Linked DNA regions of Oryctolagus cuniculus: region 2 is linked to region 1. The links are chromatin contacts, called in public Micro-C maps. All regions are on one chromosome and are shown on one strand. The core of a region is the stretch at or near the end of the contact, and the rest is flanking DNA. Distances in the headings are between cores, read along the strand shown. Region 1 has its middle 43 kb from the start of MYL10. Region 2 holds the start of CUX1 (cut like homeobox 1).

Region 1 (7,708 bases), core at 1,950-4,449:
CCCCCGGGGCCGCCCCAGCCTCCGCAGCCCGGCTCCCGCTCCCGGGCCCCGCCAGGCTGTTTCCAATTTGAACGCCATGCATCTTGCGCCTCGGATCAGAGGCACCTCTTTGATGGAACTAATGATGATCTAGGGCTCCGCGTTCCCGGACCTCCCCACGCCCAGATAAATCCTGCCTGTGCGCAGACAGGGGGCCCCCTGCCCTGCCTCCCGACCCCTCCTCCACACTGGCCAGGGCCGGGAGGCGCCTGCGGGAGCCCCCTCCTGCGGGACCCAGGGAGACAGGAAAAGAGGGATTTTCTCCAAGGCTCCGAGGAGGGTCCCACCGCCGGCAGGGGGAGGGCGGCAGCTTTTGAACAAGCTGCAGAGATGCAGGGCAGAGGCTGGAGGAGCTGGGGGCGCTCACCCATGGGCCAGGGAGGGATGGACAAGGTCATCCCAACACTGTTTGTGGGGATGGGGGGAGGCGGCAGCGGTGGGGGAGCCCAGGGGGTGTGAGTGGACAGAGGACCTGACTCAGTCCGCAGGGCCAGAAGGCTTCCTGGAGGAGGCAGTCATGATCTGGGCCTACACTGAGCAGATCATATGATCCACCCACCACGAAGAATTGAAAGGAAAAGGGGCCAGCATTTGCTCAGTGGCTAAGACCACCTAACTCCTGTATCACTGAGCCAGGTTCCAGTCCTGACTCCACTTCTGATTCTGGCTACCGATTTTTTTTTTTTTTTTTTTTTTTTTTGACAGGCAGAGTGGACAGTGAGAGAGAGAGAGACAGAAAGGTCTTCCTTTGCCGTTGGTTCACCCCCCCAATGGACGCTGCAGCCGGTGCACCGCGCTGATCCGAAGGCAGGAGCCAGGTGCTTCTCCTGGTCTCCCATGGGGTGCAGGGCCCAAGCACTTGGGCCATCCTCCACTGCACTCCCTGGCCACAGCAGAGAGCTGGCCTGGAAGAGGGGCAACCGGGACAGAATCCGGCGCCCCGACCAGGACTAGAACCTGGTGTGCCGGCGCCGCAAGGTGGAGGATTAGCCTAGTGAGCTGCGGCGCCGGCCCTACCGATCTTTAAAGTTTTATTTATTTATTTGAGAGGTAGAGACAGAGAGAATGTCTTCCATCGCTGGTTCACTCCCCAAATGGCCACAATGGCCGGAGCTTCGCTGATCCAAAGCCAGGAGCCAGGAGCTTCCTCTGGGTCTCCCACATGGGTGCAGGGGCCCAAGGACTTGGGCCATCTTCTACTGCTTTCCCAGGCCATAGCAGAGAGCTGGATTGGAAGTGGAGCAGCCGGGACTAGAACTGGCACCCATAGGGGATGCCGGCTCTTCAGGTAGATGCTTAGCCCGCTACACCACAGCATCGGCCCCTCTGGCTTCCTCCTCCTCCTCCTTCTTCTTTTTTAAAGTTTATTTTATTTTATTTGAAAGGCAGAGTTACAGAGAGGCTGAGAGAGAGAGAGAGAGAGAGAGAGAGAGAGAGAGAGAGCTCTTCCATCCACTGGTCCACTCCCAGATGGTCACAATGGCCAGAGCTGGGCTGATCTGAAGCCAGGAGACAGGAGCTTCTTCCGGGTCTCCCACATGGGTGCAGGGGCCCAAGGGCTTGGGCCATCTTCCACTGCTTTCCCAGGCCATAGTAGAGAGCTGGATCAAAAGTGGAGCAACCGGGACTTGAACCAGCACCCATATGGGATTCCGGCACTGCAGGCTGTGGCTTTACCCGCTATGCCACAGTGCTGGCCCCTCAAATAGATTTTTTTTTTTTTACAGGCAGAGTGGACAGTGAGAGAGAGAGACAGAGAGAAAGGTCTTCCTTTTGCTGTTGGTTCACCCTCCAATGGCCGCCGCGGCCAGCGCGCTGCAGCCTGCGCACCGCGCTGATCCGAAGCCAGGAGCCAGGTGCTTCTCCTGGTCTCCCATGGGGTGCAGGGCCCAAGCACTTGGGCCATCCTCCACTGCACTCCCTGGCCATAGCAGAGAGCTAGCCTGGAAGAGGGGCAACCGGGACAGAATCCGGTGCCCCAACCGGGACTAGAACCTGGTGTGCCAGCGCTGCAAGGCGGAGGATTAGCCTATTGAGCTGCGGCGCCGGCCTCAAATAGATTTTTTAAGTATTGAAAAAGAATACTAAACTCTAAAGCATGGAGCTTAGACGTTTGTCGGAAGCAAAACAGCTTCTTTCTAGATTTTCTGATTGGAAAACTTTGGGTAACTACACCAACGAAAACTTTTGATCTCTTCTCGGTTTTGATTCTGCGGGTGGCATAGGCAGTGACTCAGGGTGAGCTGTCCGCGGGTAAGTGGAGGTGCTGGGAGAAAAGGAGGAGGGGGAGGGGGAGGGGGTGAGGGAGAGGGAGACTATGTGTCGGCTTTCCTTGGAGGAGCTGAGCAAACGCAGGGCCTGTTAGCGCAGTGGTGGGGCTCCGGGTGCCTGCAGGTGGCTGGCGGAGGCGCTGTGCCCAAGTAGACCCAGGGAGACAGGAAAAGAGGGATGGCAGGGTCTCTGTGGCCTCCCCTAGAACAGGGCAGCGTGCAGTTGCCAGCATCCTTAGGGGCAGAAGAAGGAGGAGCCCTGAGGGAGGGGGAGGGGTCCCACACCCCTCCAGAAAACCTGCGACCTCCAACCTGGAGCTCAGCTGGGGTTCACCGAGCTGGTGCCTGCCGTGGCCGGGAGCGCGCAGCGTGCCCCTGAGCCTGGCCACTGGACGCGGGCGAGGAGGGGCTGTGCCCTGAGAAGTTGGGGTGCGGTGGGGGCCGAGGGGGGCTTGCTGCCCCCAGCAATGGGCCCCCCTCCAACTACTGAGGCTGAGGACCAAGGAGTAGCCGCGCTCTCTCTGTTGCTCTGCCTTTCAAAAAGCTGAAAATAATAAACATTAAAAAAAAAAAAAGAACCAGATGTGACCCCTGCTGGGGAGGCAGGAGCCACCTGGGCTGCTTCCCAGCCAGCCCCCACCTGTGCCTGGCTGGGAGATGGGGGAACCCTGAGTGGGATTCAGCGCCCCCCTCTGGGGCTTGTCTGCCCGACACCTGCTTGGGCCCTATTCACTCCCACCTGTGAGCCCCCATGTTCGGAGCCCCGCTTCTCAGAAGGGGCGAAGTGGGGCACTGAGCAGCCTTCACCCCGGCTGGGGGTGACCCCCCTGGCAGAGGCCAAAGGAAGCGGTGGAGGTCCTGCGGCGGGGGAGGGGGCAGCCTCTCTCACAGGGCCAGGTAAGGGGTCATGGCCCCTCTGCCCTGAACGGTGGAGTACGGAGGTCAGCGGCTCTTTTCCAGGGCCTGGGAATACAGTAGGTGCCCAATAAATGCTTGCAGCGTTGCACTCGGAGCCCAGCACGCGCTCTCTGTTCCGCCACCCTCCAGACACCCCCACCGGCGAGCGGGCGGTGGGGGTGGGGCGGAGGCCTGGTTGGGGGGGGGCGTCAGGGGTCGCCCCGGCCCGTCCCGGGACTCTCACCCCCGGCTGGGCAGAGGCTGGTCCCCTGAGGCCGGCTGGAGCCGCACCGGGAGAAGGCGGCGTCGGCCGTCCGCGCTCCTAACCTGAACTGCACCGGGCGGAGAGGATAACAATTATCGGGAGAGGTTAAAAAAAAAAATCATTATCAAATAACTACAGCTTGAAAAAGTTGGCGGGCGGGCCGGAAAACGCGGGCTGGATCACGCCGGGGACGCGCGCCGCCGCCCGCGCCGCGGTAGCCGAGCACAGCTGGAGCGCATTTGCGCGCCCTGCACCTGGGGGAGCGCGCGGCGGGCCGGCGGCGGCGGGGGCGCGCCTCCGGGGCTCGCTCGCAGCCGCTTTCCGGGGAGACCCCGTGCGGCGCTGGCGGCCGGGCCCGGGCGGCGGGGAAGGGCGCCCCCTGGCTGGCGCGCGCGGAGCACGCCTGTAGGAGCCGCCGCTGCCTCCCGGTGCGTGCAGCCAGGGCATTCCAGTGGGGACGTCCTGGGCCTCCCTTCTAGTCACTTGCTGTCCTGCGTGCGGTCTTGCCGGGGTCAGCGCCGGGCCCATGGGGCCCCCTCCGTGTCCCCTAGGCTGCCCACCTCCGTCCTGGCGCCCCCAGCCCTCTGTCTTCCATGGCCAGTTGTGTCCTGCAGGTGAGGCTTGGTATCCTGAGAGCCCAAATCATTCCCAATTTTCAGTTGCTGTTTTTAATAAAGATTTATTTATTTGAAAGGAAGAGTTATGGAGAGAGAGAGAGAGAGAGGTCTTCCCAAATGGCTGCAATGGCCAGGGCTGGGCCAGGCGAAAGCCAGGACGCAGGAGCTTAGTCCAGGTCTCCCAGGTGGGTGCAGGGGCCATTAGCAGAGAGCTGGATGGGAAGTGGAGCAGCCAGGACTCGAACCGGCGCCCCTGTGGGATGCTGGCACTACAGGCGGCAGCTTGACTTTCTGAGGCTCGTGCCAGCTCCTGGACAGTTGGTTTAATAAGAGCCCTGCCTGCAAGCATGAGGGGCTGTCCCTTCTCGGGGGACGGATGACCACCACCCTCTTTCTCAGGGGCAGTTCCATCCATTCTCACTTCTGTGTCATCCATAGGCCCCTCCCTCCTAATGCCCCTTCGCTGCGACGCCCACCACCCCCCTGCCCCGAGAAGTTTCTGGGAGTGGTCAGCCTGTGGTCCAGTCTCCTCATCCTCCTGTCCCTCCGGGTACTATGAAGGTGACCCCAAGTTCCCAGCACCCCTCCAGAGCTGGGCCTGGGGTCTCTGGCTTTGCAAACCCAGAGAGGAGAGGGGGCCGTGGGAAGGAGGGAGATGTAGAAGACGGGCGCAGGGACAGTGCCCCCAGCACCCCATGTGCCCAAGAGGGGCGCAGCAGGTGCTAACCAAGACCTAGGATTTCTCTCTGGGGAGGTATGTCCCACCCAGTCTTTGGCCATCAGGAGATGGAGAGTTCAGAAAGATCTCATTGGGAAAGTGAAGCCAGAAATACATGCCATTAACATGCACTAATGCGCTTTATCCTCACCCTGGCCTGGCCTGGGAGGTGGGCGTCCCATTTTACAGATGGGGAAAGTGGAGGCAAGAGACCTAACCAGCAAGGCCACAGAGCAGAGCAAGGCCCGTGACTCCACGGTCAGAAGTCTTTGCACTGAATCCACATGAGGTGCTCCAAGCGTGTTTGTTGAAGGAATGAATGGGAGGCTTTGACACAGAGCGGTGCCCCTGTCATTCCCTGGACTTGGCTGTGTGCATGCTACCCACAGCCCTGGGCACATGTGGTCCCCTCCACGGACGTCTGCACAGCGTGGGCCCCAGGCTCTCAGCATCTCTAGCTGTCTCTCTCCTTCCTGCCTGGCTGGGCAGGGGGCAGCAACGCAGCCCTGGCCCCGGGAGAGCCCCACAGGGGGCTCCCATGCCTTTTCCTCCCTCCCTAGGAGTCAGGATTCCATCCAGCAGTTGCCCTGTGTTTTGGTTCCAGCTCACCGGAGGCCGGGGTGCACAGGGCGGGCGGTCTCACTGTGGGCATCCCTACTTCTCCTCGGGAGAGCTTTTCCCTCCATGGTCAGAGTCTGGGCAGCCCAGCCCCAGGAGGCTGCTGAGGGACTGAGCCCAGCCAGCTGTCCCTTTCTGCTTGTTCATTGTACCCGCTCCTTAAAGGCCTCGGACCCTGCACCTGCTGGGAGGGTTTGAGCTGAGGTTCAGGGTTGGTCAGCTCTGGGTCAGCCTTACGCAGGCCCCAGGGGATGGGCCGGGAGGGTAGCTGGCCTGGAGCAGGAGGCCAGACCCCAGTCCTTCCCAGAGGGAGGTGTCCCGCAGGTGGACGGGCCTCGGGGGCAGGAGCAGATGGGAAGGGGGGCAAACAGCTCAGCTTGGGGCTCCCGTGTCCGGGAGGAGTGGGCATGGCCAGGTGCAGACGGAGCCCCAGACAGCCAAGGAGATGGGCACATTGACCAGGGCAAGGGCAGGCCCAAGGGGATGTGCCCGGGCTCTGGGGCTGGGCTGCGCCCCGAGGGCCCCAGAAAGATGTTTAGGAGGTGGGTGACAGGGTCGCCTGGTGCTCAGACCTTGGGGCAGCAAGAAGGGCAGGAACAGCCCAGCACAAAAGCCCCGAGGAACCTGGAGATAAGGGACTCCCCGGTGGGGTTAGGGGAGGGGGGAGGGGAGCAAACTAACCGGAAGCCAAGTGGGTAAGAATCCGTTATTGCATTGACGCGAGGGCGGGCGGGCGGGTGGTGGAGGGCAGTGACCGTGTCCTGGCTCTTCCAGGGAGATTTCCTCCCAGGGCTGCTGCTTCCTGCCTAGGGGACAATCCCAGGGGGCACAGAGACCCCTCCCCCAGCCCGGAGAGAGCGGCAGAGCGAGAGACCCTGGGTCTCATGTAGTAAGGTTGGGGAATGGGAAAGAAGCAACTTTTCCTTTAATTCAGCAAACACCGATGGAGCACCTAGTGTGTGCAGGAGCGCCTAGTGTGTGCAGGATGAGGCTGAGCACCTAGTGTGTGCAGGATGAGGCTAAGTACCTAGTGTGTGCAGGATGAGGCTGAGCACCTAGTGTGTGCAGGATGAGGCTAAGCACCTAGTGTGTGCAGGAGCACCTAGTGTGTGCAGGATGAGGCTGAGCACCTAGTGTGTGCAGGATGAGATGCCGGAAATATTGCAGAGCTGCTGTCCAGCGCTCGGTCTGGAAGCAGACGACTGGGGCCCCGAGGCCACGATGGGGCACGGAGAACAGAGGGGCACACACAGATCTGAGGCCCGGAAGGTGGCCAAGAGGGAGATGGGAGATGTCTCAGCACAGGGGGCCATGGGAGGGGGCGGAGACACACTGGGTGTGCCCAGAGGGCAGGGGAGGACCAGGAGAGGATGAGGGTCCCCATTGCTGGGACTTCCTCACTCAGGTCCCCTCCAGGAGCTGGTGACTCACGCCCACCTGGGCAGCTGTGCAGACAGGCTGGGGAAGGGTCTTCCCGGCCATGCCTCCGGGGCCCTCTCGCTGGAACCCCTGGGGCTGCCTCCATCTTCCTTCCTTTTCTTGTCACCGCCGTGTCCTTGGACACTTCCAGATGTCTCCCAGACCTGTGAGGAGTGGGAGAGTGGGAGCTGGGGCTCAGGCCATCCAGGTATTACTGGCGGGAGACGTTCCCATCCCAGGTCCTGGGGACAGAGCCCCTCACCGGCCTGCTCCTGCCTTCAGCCTCCACCCCCGGCCCCTGCAGGCTCCGTCCCTGAGGGCCAGACCCCGGACACCTGCGCTCGTGTGTCTCCTCCCCTACATGCCCAGTGCAGACTCTCAGCCAGGGGGCATCAGCAACCCCCCCAAGATGATCAGACCCCCGATCTGGGAGTCGTTCTGGCTACCTCCATCCCCTCACCTGGCATGCCCACTGTGCCATCCCATAGTGCGGCTCTCCAAGACATCCCCTAACCCAGCTGCCTCCCACCAGCTCCACCCCCGTCTCAGCTGCCACCATCATTGCCCGAACCCTGCAAGGGCCCCTGTACCTGCTCTGCTTCCATCCACACAGCAGGGCTGTGGCTTCCCACTGGACTGAAGACCACCTGCGGGTCCCCTGTCCTGGCCTTCGAGGCCTTCCTCAGTGCCCCGTTGGTGTGGTGTCACCTCTCCCCTCCAGACACGGCTCCACCAGGGCGGGGACAGTGTCCATTTCTTCCTCTTCGCCAATCTCAATGCCAAGTGCAGAGACCCTCGGTACACACGTGTGGCTCTAACTCATTGACTGACATACTCCCTGGTCCAATCAGCTCACCCCACACCT
Region 2 (7,708 bases), core at 3,743-6,242, 45 kb before region 1:
GCCCCAGCGCTCCGGCCGTGAAAGGTCTGTCCACTCAGGGATCACAGACGCACTCCTGGCCCTGAGAAGTGGCATTTGGAGATGGAAGGTCAATCTCGCGGCTGATTTTTGCCTTGGAGAGTTCCCGCCTCACGCCGTGCTCCGCGCACACGCCCTCTGCCCTGTGCCGAGGCATTCGCAGGCACGGCTGGCACGTCCAGGTAAACAGGGGCGGGCACACCGAGAGGCCTGGGGCCCCTGGGCAAACAGCTGTGCAGAGCCCAGCGGCCACGCCGGGCTTCGCTGTGGTAAGGCTCGACGCAGGATTCCAAGAATTCCACCTGTTTCCAATTAGATACCAGAATTGCTTGAGTGTTTAAACTACATCCACTTGCTACTTATACAAAACAATTCTTCCGGGTTTTTTGAACATTTTAAATATGTTAAAATAAGATTAAGGGTCTGGTTTAAACAATCAGAGGCAGAGAAATTTCAGCTGAAACCAAAACTCACTCACTCACTCTCTGATAACGAAGAGCTTCAGACAAAACAGAAGGTCTGGATAGGCAACTGTCTGTTGTTGACAAGGACTAATAGAAATCAGACTGTGCAGAGGGAGAGCAGCATTTCAGACAGCGAGACGGGAAGTGATTCGAGATCGGGTTTAGGCGAGCCCCACAAGGCCCGACGTCCGGCACGTTAGCGTGACTTCCACCGGAACGTCTAACTGGCGTTCCTAACGTCGGTCAGATACACCTGCCTGGTAAGTATGCGACACTGACGCGAGCCGCACGTGGGAGCCGCAGCCCGGGCAGGAAGTTAGCCTCCCTCGCTAGGATTTCTTCATACAATGAATTTCGCCTTTAAAAAACCATGTGCCTGTTCTCCACCAACACGCTCATCCTTCCTTCTCTGCACGGCGGGTTTCCTTGGCTTTACCAACGAGCTGGAACAGTCTGGGTTTTCCTAACCCTAACCTCCTTTTCCCTTCCAGGAGGTAGAACCTCTGGACGGCCTGGGAAACAGTTCTGATGGCTCACTGCTACTGGCGCCCCCCCCCCCGGGGGGGGGGCAGAGGACAGAGCACAAAGCACCGTGTCTGTGGCTCGCACCAGACGGACACCGGGAGGGTCTGGGGCAGGTCTGGGGCTCGGCGGGGTCAGCCACCAGCATTCGCAAGGTTAGCTGGGTGGATCAGAATGACCGTAATGTCTGCGGGCACTGGGCTGGTTGCCCCCTTTCCAACTTTCTCATGCTGGCTAACAACTGACAGACCACCGTACACAGAACAGGAGACACAGGCCAGGGGTCTCCGGGAGCCAACTGCATTAGGAGCTGTGGCACTAACTCAACACCCCTTCTACTGCCTGCATCATTAAAGAGGTCTAGTTTCACACAGGCAAAACAAAACAAAAAAATCAACTGACAAGGACCCCCTCCCACCACCAGTCTCAAAGACATTGACATTGAATAACTAAAGAAGAAGAAAAGAGGGGAGCAGGCGGCAGCCCAGTTTGCTTACTCATTTTGTACTACATGGGATATTTTCATTACAACGGACGGCCGAGCACACACACTCCCCGGGTGGGAGTAAGCCAAAGAAGCCAGCCGCCGCCGGTTTTGAGGTTCACTTTTGCAGGGGCTCTTTCAAGGGGAAAGTGCCCCTCCGCCCCCCACCGCCTCTCCTAGAAATAACGCTAGGGCAGGAAGCCAGGCGGGGGCAGGCCCCGTCCCCAGGAGTCCAAAGTCTCACCAACGAGCAGAATAACATGGGCTTGTTTAAATTTCTACAGTGGTGTTGTTCTTATTTAAAGTTGGGGGGGGGGGTGTAGGTGAAGCCTGGTTCTGTACACGCGTCTGGGGTAGGATAAAAACTTGTCCAACTTGTCCTGGCAAGGCCACACAGCTGCAGCTTCCACACCGCAGACCACCGGGACGCAAAGGGGAACGAAACTGGGCACCCGGCGCCCCGACGGCAGCAGCCTCAGCACCGGCGGGCGGAGCAGGAGAGAAACCCCGGGCGCAGCAGCCCCAGGTTGCCGCCGGGCTGGCTCTCTCACCTGGCTCCGTCGAGCCGAGACTCAGCCTCTTCCCAGCCCACGCGGGGCTCTGCGGGCAACCCGATCCCAGCACGAGGAGGGCTGGAAAAATGAGAAGAGCTGAAAACTAAGGACTTCTCACTCAAACGGCAGCCCGCCTGCGGGGAACAGAGGGGACACTGAACTAGACACCAACCCGGAAGGCCTCCCGGGGGCCCCGACCGGCCTTCAACCTGAACTCCGGCGTTCCACACCCAACTCAAGTTTCCAAACACGCCACGCAGCGGCCCCAAGAAACCACTGGAGGCCAGACCAGGAGGAGAATGATGCTCGGATAAACGCGTTTTGCTTCGGGGGTGTTGTCTGAGTTTTTTCTTATTTATTTATTTATTTATTTATTTATTTTGCAAGCTCAACATAAAGTTCATTGAAATAAGATGCCCAGGGAAACTTTGAATCAAATCTGAGAGCCACAGTTCAGGGTTCCCTGAAGAAGAGGCAGACCCCGGTGGGGTGTTACAGAGTTTGTGAAAAAACCTGTTAACTCCCCGCAAACCGAGCCAATTCCCAGGCCTTTCTTGCTAGGACGCTTAAAAAAGAAAACTTCATTGATACGAAGCCAGGATGTCACATTTTGGGACACAGAGGGCAGAAAGAAAAAAAAAATCAAGGTTTGTCTCTTAAAAACTCCACAACGGGTTTTACAGTGAGCACAGGAATTAAATTATGGTAAAAGGGAGCTATTTTTACTAAAACAGGGTAGACCAATTTATCAAAAATGCCATTCAGCTGTGTTCTTTACAGTCCGGAATCTAATTTACACAATAGACACTTTGGAGTAATCCATTTTACTCAATAAATACTCAGACTCCTTTAAGTTTCAGTCTTATCGGAAATGCATATTTCACATAGTCTTCTTGCTCGTTAAGCGAGAAATCCCAGGAAATTTCACAACGACCACGAGCCTGCCTTATCGTTCTTACGTGGACACGGGGGCTGGAGCAGGCGCCAACAATTAAAGTTGCCGGCCTCCGCGTGTGCGTGTCAATCCGCTCCGCTCCACGCGAGCCTGCCTCTGCTTTACTCCCAAAGGTCACCGCCACCAGCCAAGTTCAGCCAAGTTTACGCACGTCTGTCTCCCAGCGGCGCGCAGGAGCCCTCTCCCAGGGACACTGCGGGACCCCCGCCTTCCCCACCCCCGCCCTCGGCGCTGGCCCCCGCGCCGCTCACCTTCAACTTGGCTCCGGCTACGCACAACATCCACCCGGCAGAGTCCCGGGGCAGTCCAGGCACGGCCGGCGCGGAGCTGGCACTCGGGGGGCCAACCCCGAGGGCGCGCCGCTCCTCTGGCTGGGGGGTGACAGGCAGGAACGCGCCCCCCGGGCACGGCGGCGGCGGCGAAGCCGGGGGACAATCCTCGCGCGGCGCCTGGGGCTCAGCGCCCGCATCCCCAGCCGGCACGCCACAGTCCAGCGGGGGCCCCGGGGCTTCGCTTTGGAGAACCGGAGCCGAAGAGGCACCACGGAACGGCCCCACCACGCGCTCCATTGCGCCTGCAGGACAGGGCAGGACCCCCGAGGTCACTAGGGCCGTTGGAGCCGGCTGGCAGGCGGTGAGCGCCACCCGGACCCGCGGCCGGGAGGAAGCGCCCCTCGCCCGGCACCCGGCGCGCCGGGGCGCAGCGCGGGGCCTGCGCTCTGGGAAAGTTGCAGCCCCGCTCCTCGCGCCGGCACCCGCGCCCGCCGGGCGGTCCCGGACGCCGCGACCCCGCCGCACAGCGTGCGGGAAGCCCCTGCTGCCCCGCGCCAAGTTTCCCCGAAGCGCCCCCGCGGGGGTCCCCTGGTCGCGCAGGGGCAGGTCCGCGCCACTCGCGCAGGCACACAAAAGAGCCGGGCGGACCGAGGGATCCGCGGGTGGCCCCCGGGTGCTCCCCCGGACGTAAACAAACCCCGGGGTCCGTGCGGCCAGCCACGCCGGGCGCGGGGGTGCGGCAGGGGCCGCTGACAGCCGGGAGCGGCGGCCGGGCCCCCGGGCCGGCCGGCCGGGGCAGGGAGCGCGGGCGCCCGCCCGCCCGCCTGGCCGGAGCCGGGCCGCGCCGCCGCCGCCGCCGCCGGTGGCCGCTCTGACCCTCCCCCGAGCCGGCGGCACCACAGCGCCACCAGCCCCAGCTCCGCCGCGCCGGCGGCAGTGGCGGCGGCGGCTCCTCCTGGAGAGGCAGGCGCTTCACCCCCCACAGCAACTCCCCGCAAACTTTCCCCGGGAATACGGCGGGGCCGGGGGCGCGGGGCGCGGGCGGGCGCCGCCGCCGCCGCCGCCGCCGCCGCCGGGCCGCAGCCCCCTCCCGGCGCCCGCCGCCCGCCGCCCGCGCCCCGCTCGCGCGCGCGCGCCCCGCAGGCCGCCGGGGCCGCCCCCTCCCCGGTCCCGCGGCGGCGGCGGTGGCGCTGGCGGCGGCCGCGCAGGGCCCGGGGGGGCGCCCCGGGTGGGGGCAGACACCGGGGGCAGCGGTGGCGGCGGCGGCTCCCGGCGCCATCTTGGGCTGATCGATGAATTGAACAAAGAGGATCAATTTCTGATCAAGCGAGTTATCAATGGGGGCCGGGGAGCGAGAGGGACTTGTCCCCGACTCGGCCCCGCTCTCCCCGGCACCCCCCTCCTCCCCGCCGCCGCGGCCCCCCGGCGGCCGGGCAGCCCGGGGACCCCGGGGGAGGCCGCGACCGCCCGCAGCCCCCACCCCCGGGCGAGAGGCCGAGCGAGGAGAAGCCTGACCTGCAGCTGCTGTAAATCAAAGCGCTTCCAATATTGAAACATCGATCCCACATTGGCCGCCATCTTGAGACATATTGAGACGGAGTGAGAGGCTGATAGAGAGGGGGCTGGAGTTCAGGAGCCGCCAGGAGGCAGCAAGCGGGCGGCGCCAAAACCCGGCCTGGAGCCGGCCGCCGCCGCCGCCACGGAGGACGCGGACTCCTCCTCACGGCGCCGCCGCCGCCGCCGCCGCCGCCGCAGCCATGGCGAGCCCGAGCCGGAGCCGGAGTCGCAGCCCGAGGGCGCGGCGGCCGCCAGTCGGCCCGGCGCGCGCGGCCCCCGCCCCCTCCCCCGCGGCGGGCGGGTGCCCGGCCCGCGACCCCCGCCCCTCCCGGGCCCCCAGCCCCGGCCGCGGCGGCGGCGGCGGCGGCGAGGGCGGGCGCGAACCCGGCCCCGAGGGGGCGCTGGAGGGCGGCCGCGCGACGCCGGGCCCCGCTCACCTGAGGCGCGCCGGGGGTCGCGGGGGTGCGGCGGCCGCAGGGACCCCCCCTCCCCCTCAACTTGGGGCCCGCCGGCCGCAGCGCGCGGAGCCGCCGCGACCACCTGCCCGGGCCCCTGTGCGAGGGGCGCGCTCGCCGCGGGCGTCCCGGCGGGGACTCCGCCGCTAAGGCGACGGGAAATTTTTAAGTCTTGGGGCATTGGGGTTGCGGGGAGAACCGGCCCTTGTCCCCCTACTTGGTCGCTGCCCGCGTTGGTGCCCCGCACCCGGGCCGCGCGGTCGCGGCGTCGCCCCGGGAGACAGCGGCGGGGCTGCAGGGGGTCCCTGCGCCCCCCAGCCCGGCGGTCGCGGCTCCCGTTTAGGCCAAGACAGGAAAAGTCTTGGCAAGGCTCGCGGTCTCGAGGGTCCCCGCACCGCTGCGGCGGGGCAGCCCCAGAAACTCTATCTCCGGTTGTGCTCCGGTGCGCGCACCGACTGGGAAAGTGTGGGCTCGCTCCCTGGCCCCAGAAAGCGTGCTCCCAAGTTTACAGAAACCCCAGCGTTTAAGCCTCCCCCCCCCAAAAAAAAAAAAAACCAATTCCCTTTTGATTTCCTTCTTCCCAGAAACCTGGCCAATAAAAAAAAAAAAAGCCCACGTTTTGCGATCGTCGTGTTTAATTGATTACACACACGTGTAATTCTCCCGCACTTCATTTAACGTGTAATTAGTTAAAACAAATCCCCAAATTCCTTAATCTTGAAAATTATATGTAAATAAACTCTGCACCCGATGCAAAAATAAAACATGGAAGTGGGAACTCTAACTGCTTTTCGGGCGAGTATCGAGGGTTTTAGCGTCCATGCGTGGAGCGTGCGGGGAACAGCCGCGTCCCCAGATCTCGCCTCGGCGGGCTTCTTCCAGGGGAGGCCCCTGAGCTCCGGAGGGGGCGGGGTTCACTCTGCGCCCGCACCCCTCGACCCCACTCCCAGCACCCCTGACTCCAAGCAGGCGCAGGGAGCAGGTGGGTGGGAGCGCGTGGGAGCCCCAGACTCTGCGCGCTGCGTGCGGGGGCCGCGGGCCGCTTGGGTGCGGGGCTCCGGCCGCCGCGCTGCAGCTCCGACCGCGCCGCCCAGCAGAGGGCAGCGGCGCCCCGGCTACTCGGGTCCTCGGGTCGCGGGCGCACGTGCCACCCGCGCGCCCCAGGCCCCGCGCTGGCCACGCCCTGTCCCGGAGCCGGGCTCCCTGCGGGAAGCGGCGGCGGAGCCCCCACGCCTTCCAATCCCGCTTCTTGGCCTCGCCAGCCCACGCTTGGGGGCAGTTTGCTAGCTGCTCGCATGCGTGCGGTGGCAGGCAGGCGAGCCCTTAGGAATTACCCGGAAGGTGCTTAGACAAAATGTGCAGGAGCTTTAAAAAAAGAAAGAAAAAAAAAAAAAAAAGAAAAGAAAAAAAAATTCCCTCCCGTGGGGAAGAATCAGGGGAATGGTTTGGATTTGGTGCAGATGTTTTCAATCTAATTATCGTGTCGATCCCCTGGGTTTGAACCAAAAAAGTGAAATATATATGACCTGTGTAATACTCCAGAAGTACATCTGGTTGGAATTCAGGGTTTTGAATCCATGGCAATATTTTAAAAATAAGTTTGACGACTATTAAATATTCTTGTTACATTTCTGGTTATGTTTATATTATTTACATGCTAGAGAACCATGTAGAGAAAGCCTGCATCGAGTGGCCTGCGGATTGAAGTCTCTTTAAATAAAATTTAGATCACTCCTACCCAACTTTTGGGTTATAGAAGTCTTGCCGTCTACAGTCAGGGGGAGAGGCGTGTTGAGCCTGCGTTTACCAGCCACACAAAATATTACCGTGTTAAAATCACACAAGCTAAATCGCTGATCAAAAATTATGCTGAGTGAAGTAATCTGTTTTTAAAAAAAACTTTTAAAGCTACGTTGTCATCTTCTTGAGCAAGTACATAGACTAGGAGCAAGTCCCATCTATCCTATTTCCTTTTCTTTCCTTCTTTTCACGTCGACGGTCGGCCTCAGCATTGCCAAAGCTTGAGGGCCCACTGATCCGCAGAGAGAGGGGCTCCACGCTCTGTGTGCTCTGCTAAACACTGAGAAGATGGGAAGGTTTTAGGACAGAGATCCCCACGGGCACCTCCGAAGATAAAGCAGTCATCACCGCGGCCTCCCAAAACACTGTGTTAACTGAGTCTCCTTAGGATGGAGCACAGCCCCAAGGTGTGTGGTCACTTTGTGCGGCCACTTTTTGACTTTCAGGTTCTCCCTTTAGGGGAAGAAAGCTCACGGTCCCCTCAGATATGGGGACCACTGCCACCACGAGCTTCCAAAATCTCGGTCCACCGAGATGCTGTTTGTATCTTTAACTGAGATACAGCTTAGCACCAAATAAGGCAACGAAATAATACAGGAGCCAGAATCGCTCATGTTCTTTTCTCAC

The links. Hi-C and Micro-C count contacts between places; a contact is called where the count stands out from the background.
Region 2: a Micro-C map of ear pinna shows a contact between it and region 1, with 5 times the contacts expected there. The contact joins the promoter of CUX1 here to the enhancer-like site in region 1. A contact is called at or near these places in 3 of 6 Hi-C or Micro-C datasets (ear pinna, psoas muscle and an unstated tissue).

What each region holds. Positions count from the first base shown.
Region 1 is chr19:43,638,757-43,646,464 of mOryCun1.1, reverse strand. No RefSeq gene overlaps it. Among named protein-coding and RNA genes, the nearest start is that of MYL10, 43 kb to the right of the region's middle. Within about 2 kb of position 3,199, at least 1 of the 8 cell types and tissues checked has an H3K27ac peak or open chromatin away from gene starts, as enhancers often do. A contact at or near this core is called in ear pinna, where this site is marked.
Region 2 is chr19:43,685,451-43,693,158 of mOryCun1.1, reverse strand. CUX1 (cut like homeobox 1) reads right to left here and starts at 4,992. Exons shown (of 23, transcript XM_051837967.2): 1 at 4,785-4,992. The coding sequence starts at 4,847.